Linked DNA regions of Callithrix jacchus: region 1 is linked to region 2. The links are chromatin contacts, called in public Hi-C maps. All regions are on one chromosome and are shown on one strand. Each heading gives the region's core, a stretch centred on a gene start, on an enhancer-like site or on the middle of the called end of the contact. The rest is flanking DNA. Distances are from core to core; before and after follow the strand shown.

Evidence for each region. A called contact is a pair of places that touch in the nucleus more often than the background predicts.
Region 1: a contact with region 2 is called in a Hi-C map of induced pluripotent stem cells, with 2.2 times the contacts expected there. The contact joins the promoter of HRK here to the enhancer-like site in region 2. A contact is called at or near these places in 2 of 3 Hi-C or Micro-C datasets (induced pluripotent stem cells and skeletal muscle).

The regions. Positions count from the first base shown.
Region 1 is chr9:119,916,415-119,920,216 of calJac240_pri, reverse strand. HRK (harakiri, BCL2 interacting protein) reads left to right here and starts at 2,198. Exons shown (of 2, transcript XM_009004742.5): 1 at 2,198-2,663. The coding sequence starts at 2,332. The coding sequence ends at 2,607.
Region 2 is chr9:119,751,552-119,755,054 of calJac240_pri, reverse strand. No RefSeq gene overlaps it. Among named protein-coding and RNA genes, the nearest start is that of SPRING1, 27 kb to the left of the region's middle. Within about 2 kb of position 2,239, at least 4 of the 16 cell types and tissues checked have an H3K27ac peak or open chromatin away from gene starts, as enhancers often do.

The DNA.
Region 1 (3,802 bases), core at 949-3,448, 170 kb before region 2:
TAAGTAAGGGCTTTCCTGGTATATAGGCTGTGGGGTGGGTACTATTATTATCCCCACTGTACAGCTTAGCGAATGGAGGCTCCAAAAAGCCAGGTCTGAAGCCCATGCTCCCTACTTAGTAAGTGGTCCAGCAGCACAGGACAACTAGTATGTACAAATTAAGGCCTGCCAGACTTAGAGCATCAGAAAGGGAGAGGTTATTCCTTCTCTCCCACTTTTCCATCATCCCCTTTTCTTCCCCCTCTGCTGAACATTGCATCCCCACGGCCAAGACTGCACCCCCTGTTCTACAGACAACATCCAAGCTGCTGGGACCCGACCCAGCACCACCTTGAGAGCCCAGCATTTCAAGGGGCAGGCTTCCAAACAGGGTAATAATCGTCCCATTAAAATTAATGTCCATGAAGTGAGCCGTTAAAAGCGTGCAGATTAAAAAGAGGGGGGAGGGAATTGTTCGATTTAAATCCAAAGGGCTTTTTAAATAGACACTGTGTCTTCATTCTTGGAACGCTACACCCGGGCAATGGATCAGGTCCCCTCTGCAGAGACTAGGGGGGGATTAAGGAGGTGAGTCCCAGGAGAATGGGAAGCAGTTCTGGCCAGAAGCAAAGGGAACCAAGGTTCATCCAGGGCCCACTGCGTGCCAGGTGCTTGGCACACATTTCTCTCATTTAATCTCTGCCCCAGTCCTGGGTTGGAGGTATTATTATTCCCAGATTACAGGGGGCAGTATAAAACCGTGGTTAAGAGCTTAGAGCCTGCGGCATACTGCCCTAATTCACATGCAGGTTTCATTCTTAGCTACTCTGTGAGCTTAGGCAAGAGGCCTTATCTACCTATGCCTCAGCTTCCTCATCTTTGAAATATTATAGTAATTGCTCATAGAATTGTTGGGAGATTTACCTTTAGGCAGCAGAGGCAAGGGCGCCCAAAGCCTACAGATGCCAGACATGGAAATCTTGGCCATTAAGAAGCCTAGGAGAATTGGAGCCAGGTGAGGGAAAGGGCCACCAGGATCATATGGAGGTGTGGGCCCTGAGTCCTGACTTTGTTGTCATTTCACCGCGCTGCAGGCCAAAGCAGACATTTCTCCTCCTGATCAATTCAGACCAAAACTAAGTTCACAGGATTGGAGAATCATGGTTATACTCTGCGGTGGGAAGGAAAGAATGGAAGCTCCCTCAGCAGCTTCCAGACTCCCACCTTCGAGCCACCTCTGGACTCATCCCGATCGTCTGAATCCCAAAGTTGCCTGAATTCCAGTGGATTTAATATCGCAGGTTTCATTCTCCCCTGAAGAATCCTGAGAGCCGCCCCACCCATCTGAACCTTCACTGGCTGTGACAACTCCAGACTCTCCAGTCTGGAGGTGCACAGGAGCGGCTGTCGGGTTGGAAAAGGGGGAATTAAAGTCCCCCGCACCCCTCCTCTCGCTGACCCCTTAGGGTCTCTACTGCGCATAAATCGGGATCGTCGCAGAAAACTGTAACCCCATCAAGAAAATAACGTTCACAAAGAAAGCAGACAAGAAGTTTCCCTTTAGAAAGGCCCTTGTGAGGGCCCTTTGGGTGCAGGTACTGGGCGGTGAGAAAGCCTCTGTCCGCGCCCCACGTGAGCTCAGGACCGACCCCTCCAACCTCCCACTGCGCCTACGTCAGGGTTTCTAGCCGGGCGCTGGGGGCGCGTTAGGATCAGGCTGAAAGCCTACAGGTGCCCAGTCAGACCTGAAACGAGGCAAGTTAGGTGTAATCTGGCCCTTCCACAAGATTTTGAATCCACCCACTTCCCCCAAACAAAACAGCCTCGGAATATTTTTGAATCAGGCAGCCGAATTCAGTATCAGCTTCTTCCAAAACGGCAAACAAGGCTGCTTCCTTCGCCAAATCGGAACTCGAGCTGAATTCAGGAAAAGGGGAAGGAGAACAACCTTCCCTCGCTTCCGCGGGGGTCCCCCAAGACCCTCAAAGCCCGGGACCTCCGTCGCGGGGCGCCTTCTCGCGTAGCCGCGCGCCGCCCTACCCCGTCTCCCAAACCGCGCGCCCCTCGCTGCCGGCGCCGCTAGGGTTAAAAGTTACCTCTCGGTTTCTTCTGCCTGCAGCCCCCCCCACCCCCGGGGGCCGGATGATGTAACCCCCCTCCCCGCCCCCCTCCACCATGTGACACTTTAATTAATAATAGCGCTGTCAGCACAACAAACGCACAACACAAGGAGAAACTTGGTGTCCAGGGGAGGCCCCCGGCGGCTGGAGCGCGGCGGCGGCGGGCGCAGAGGCCGGAGGGAGAGGAGGCGAGGGGCGGCCCGAGCGCGGGGCGGGAGCGAGGCCAGCGGTCATGTGCCCGTGCCCCCTGCACCGCGGCCGCGGCCCCCCGGCCGTTTGCGCCTGCAGCGCGGGTCGCCTGGGGCTGCGCTCGTCCGCCGCGCAGCTCACCGCCGCCCGGCTCAAGGCGCTCGGCGACGAGCTGCACCAGCGCACCATGTGGCGGCGCCGCGCGCGGAGCCGGAGGGCGCCGGCGCCCGGCGCGCTCCCCACCTACTGGCCCTGGCTGTGCGCGGCCGCGCAGGTGGCGGCGCTGGCGGCCTGGCTGCTCGGCAGGCGGAACTTGTAGGAACGCGGGGCTTCTTGGTGGGGCCGGAGCCGAGACCCAGCCGGAGCGAGCAACAGGTACGCGAGCGAGCGAGCGAGCGAGCGAGAGCCAGGGCGCGGCAGCTGGGCACTGGAGGCGCTGGGCTGGCCCGGGAGCGGGAGAGTGGCAAGTTTGGCTTTCTTCTCTTCCCTTTCCCTTCTTCCTCTGTTCTCTTCTCTTGCAAGCACCCCCGGCCAGCTCTTCTGCCCAGCCCCCGTCTTTCCTTCCAAGTGTCAGGTCCACCGTTTCTGCCCCCATCTCTCCGAGTCCTTAAGCGCATCTTGCTACTTTCTCCCTTAGAGCTGGTTGGCTTGCGGAGGACTTCAGCCTCCATAATCCCCACCAGCCCCACAAATAAACACACAATGCAAGTAAAAAGTGTGCTTGCGATGAGAATGTAGCTGAAAGCTACGCCAAATACTTATAATCTGTCGCAGTTTTAAGAAAGGTCCCCTGTCCCCTTCAAGCCTCTTGCCGTTCCTGAGTCGCCACCGTCTCCCTCACCTTTGCTCCCACCTCTTCTCCCTAAGTGTCACTTCCCCAATCTCTGATCCCCATTCTCTGCCACCCCAATCGCATCTCGAGACTTCGTCCTCCTTGTTTCCGGCTGGCCCAATCTTCGACCCCAAGCCCCGCGCATTTGCAAATTTCCTCTGCCCTGCCAACTTCGCTCCTTCGCCAGTGAGTTGTCCTGTTTAAGGAATTTGGCCTCCTTCTCCTCAGACGGTTGTAGCTGCGTTGGGAAGGAGACGCCCTCGCAGTGGGTTGGAATAGGAGGCTTTTGGGGAAACTCCAATGGGAAGCCTTAAGGAAGGAACATTTACTGAGCTCCTTCTGGGTGCTGGGCACTGTTTAGGGAAGTGATGTTTTGAGAGCTTAGGACTGGACGTGGGCCTTGAGCGCCTAGTGTGGTTGGTATCAGTGGGAGGAAGGTTATAGGCTCTTGGGGGGAAATTATTGTGCCATAGCTGTGCGTCTGGCACTGTGCTAGGCGCTTTGAGGAAGCACACAGTGTAAGCATCGCCTTACTACTCTGGATCCTGGAGTAGCGAGGAGCGTTGCAGAAAATGAAGGTGGAGAGAATCAAGCTGAGTCCACCATAGATGGGTCTAGGGCCGGAAGGTGAAGATCGAAGGTGATATAGCCAGCCGCCCTTGGGTCCCCACCGCCGAGCCCC
Region 2 (3,503 bases), core at 990-3,489:
CAGGGATGGCGCCCAGCGTCATACAGTGCCCAGGACAGCCTTGAGACACAGAATGACCTGGCTGGAAGTGTGAGCTGGGTGGAGGTAAGGAAGCCCTGCTCTGGGGTCATCGCTCCCCCTTAGGTGGAACAGAGGAGCTCCTGGTAGCTGAGTGCTGACTTCATTATTTCCCTGCCCTTGCTTTCTGCTGTGCTGAAGTGCTGCTGATTAAATTACCCTGAAATCCCCACAGGACATGTTACTTCCTCACAGGTCTCTACCAGCCCAGAGCTGCCTTCAGGAATGGCATTATTACTCGCCCGCCACTGCATCCTCACCACACTCTTGGACTCCACCAAATGCAGACACCCTCCTGTCTGCAGGAGGATCTGGAGGGGTAGAAACACTTCCCCTCCATGACAGATTGGCTCTCCCCAGGACCTCGCCAGCAGTTCTTTGAATGGAGTGACTTCGAAGGTGGGGGTTGGGGAAGAAATGTGGGCCTGTTATTACAGATTCTATCTAGAAAGTTAGTTCTTCTATGAAAAACGTATCATATAAGTGAATAGGAGCAATAGAAACACGACGGTGGGACTGTGAGAAGCTTTCCCCACCTCTGGCATGTGAGTCTATTGCTTTTTGGGCAAGGCTCTTCCAGCGTGTGACCTTTTGCATGTGGTCACCGCATGAGTGTAGTTTTGTGTGGAGGCATTCCTGCTTTGAGCATGTATCTGCGACACGCCTCATCCAGTCCGCTGTCACAGAGCAAAGTGGAGCAAGTGGTTGACGCTGGTCTGCACCTGAGCTGGGAGCCAAGTGGTGACGAGTATACAGACCAACTCTCCAGAACCTCCTCAGTGACCTGCCTAGGTACGACTCAATTAGTTCTTGATGCTGGAGTTGAACTGCTGGACTGTCTGTAAAATCGAAGTGCAGCCTTTCATATTGTAGTGAAGAAAACCACTTGCCAGTTACAACCCGTGAGCAAAGCAGTTAAATATTCAAATATTTTACCAAGACTCCAGATGTATATTTTCTCAGGACTGCACATTCTATGAGACCAGAGGGACCAAGACATCACTACTAGAAATGTATGGTTTATTAGCACTTCCAGAGTTTTTGATAGGGGAGTTAATTATTGGAATTTTGAAATTCATGTCTTTTTCTTAATGCAACGTGGGGTAGTTAAGCTTCTGATCACTGCGCACCCCGATTATCCCAAAATCAAAAGTGGTGTTGGCAGCTGGATGTGGTGGCTCACACCTGCAGTCCCAGTACTTTGGGAGGCCAAGATGGGAGGATTGCTTGAGCCCAGAGCACTGATCTTAATGACCTTGAGTAAATTAACCTCTCTGGCTTTGGTTTCCTCATTTGTCAGTTAAGGGTGATTGCTGGCTTATCCTGCAGATCCAAATTCCAATTTTTGTGACAAGTGAAGTCCCCCGCCTGCTAAAGCAAGACCAGAGCCCATGTCTCCCCACAGCTAGGTCCCAGGCTTTGATTTTCACAGGGCAAATGTAGCCCAGCCATCTGGTGCCTGTTTTTCCCCAGACCTGGGCTTCCTCCTCTCTTGCAGATTTCAACTGGGGCTCACCATTTTCTGCCTCTTCCTCCTCCAATTTTAAAGAGACACCATATCCTTCTCTGCTGGGACCAACTTCCCATATATTACTGCCCTGCACCTGCGAAAACAGCTGCTGTGTTTTCTGTCATAAAAATAGCTGCCTTTTGGCAGAGCAGCACAGAACTGTGCTACGTTTCTGAGCCTTAATGCGCTGCTGAATTATTTAGGTGTGCTTAACCTGAGATACACAGAGCATCTTGGATCTCCCAAGCAGGGCTTCTACAGGCATTGCTCAGTAAAAGCTTTTCCTTTCCCTGCTTTTGTGATTACCAGGCAGAAACCTTCAAATGTACGAACTTACAAAGAAATTAAATTGTGCCAAATTAGATTCCCAGCCCCTAGAGATAACCACTAATTAAAGTTCCGTTGGAGAGTTTTGCCTGTATTTTGTATATAAATGTGGATTTTGTATTTGTATGTAAATAAAGATAGGACCCTGCTGTCCATATTATTTTAAAATAATTAGCTCCTGTTGGATTGATTTAATCCAATGATGGCGAATTCATTTGCAGAGCAGGGAAGGGCACTTTCCACTTCTATCATCCTGCCTGGGAGATTGAAGCCCAGTTAGAGGTTAAAACCCTCTCGTAATTGCCCAGGAGTTTAGCTTTGCCCTGCTGCCTGGTTTTTCCGTGTCTGATTTTATGCAGTGGGGAAAGAAGTCTTTTTGTTCCGCACAAATAAATTACAGGCATTTGCCGAAGCCGGAGTTGACCTGTATTAGGGATGCTGAAGGAGCCTGTCACGGCAGGGCGTCTCTCGGCGTGACTCCAACTTTCCTGAGGGAGCGCAGAGAGACAGATCGGGAAAACAGCACTCCAGATCTCCTGAGCCCATCGTTTATTTTAGTGAATCGCTAAATGCAGAAATGCAAAACATAAAAAGGCTGGGGAAGGATCTGTGGACTGTCTTACTGGCTACCTGGTGTTGTAAGATTATTTGAGCTCAAGGCGGTACACATGTCCCTCAGCACCAACTCCGCCCTGTCAAGCTGCTGGTCTACATGGTGGTTTTCAAGGGTATGAAGGACTTCAGTTTGTAAAGACGTTCCTAAACCCTCCGTGGCGTCTGCAGCAGGATGTCTGGAGCCGGAATCTGCTGTGCTGTCTTCCCTAGGCATGTGCTGGACTCAGTTTTTCCTGGGAGGTTTGCATCTGGGCAGCACTTCAGGGCGTGCTCCTCAAGCTCCATCCATGGCATCCGTGCCTGCCTGGGCTGTGCCTGCAGCCTGCTAAATGCCAACCTGGAAGCCCGAGACAGATAGGCTTGGAGCAGCTTAGCAGCCGGCTGGGCTAATTTATTTGACACAAATCAGCTCATTGACCTGATTTAGCACAGGAGGAACGACGGAGCCGAGTCAGATGTGATCGTAAAGCCCTTTCTTCTCACTGCAGCCCTTTCAGACCTTGAAGGACTGCAGTGTAGTCAAATGACCCTTGTGGGTGTGATTTCCAGCAAAGGAGAAGAAGATGGAGAGACGGAAAGTGGAGCACAAGGCAGTGCCGGTGCACAGACGCTGACAATTGCTTTCTGTGCCACTTGGTGGCACCAATGCCATAGGTTTTCTGTCCTCAGTGTGATCCTTGTCTAAAGATGATGGGCCCTGTGCCTGCGTGGAGCTCTCTCTCCCGAAAACAATGAAGCTGTTTCTATAGATGGAGAACCATCTGGTGGTGATGACAAATCAGGACTCTTTCCCGGGTCCTGGCAATTTTGTGAACAGGACTCAGGAAAGTAGTCCTTGCAGAAGAGGGCAGTGGGCATGCTGCTGGTGCCGAGGAGACCCACGGCCTAAATAAATACCCATAGCTGCCCCTTTCTTCTTCCTGCACCCTCCACCACTGCAAAAACTGGGATAGGCCTCTTAACCATTCATACCCAGACAAAGAAAAACATTTAT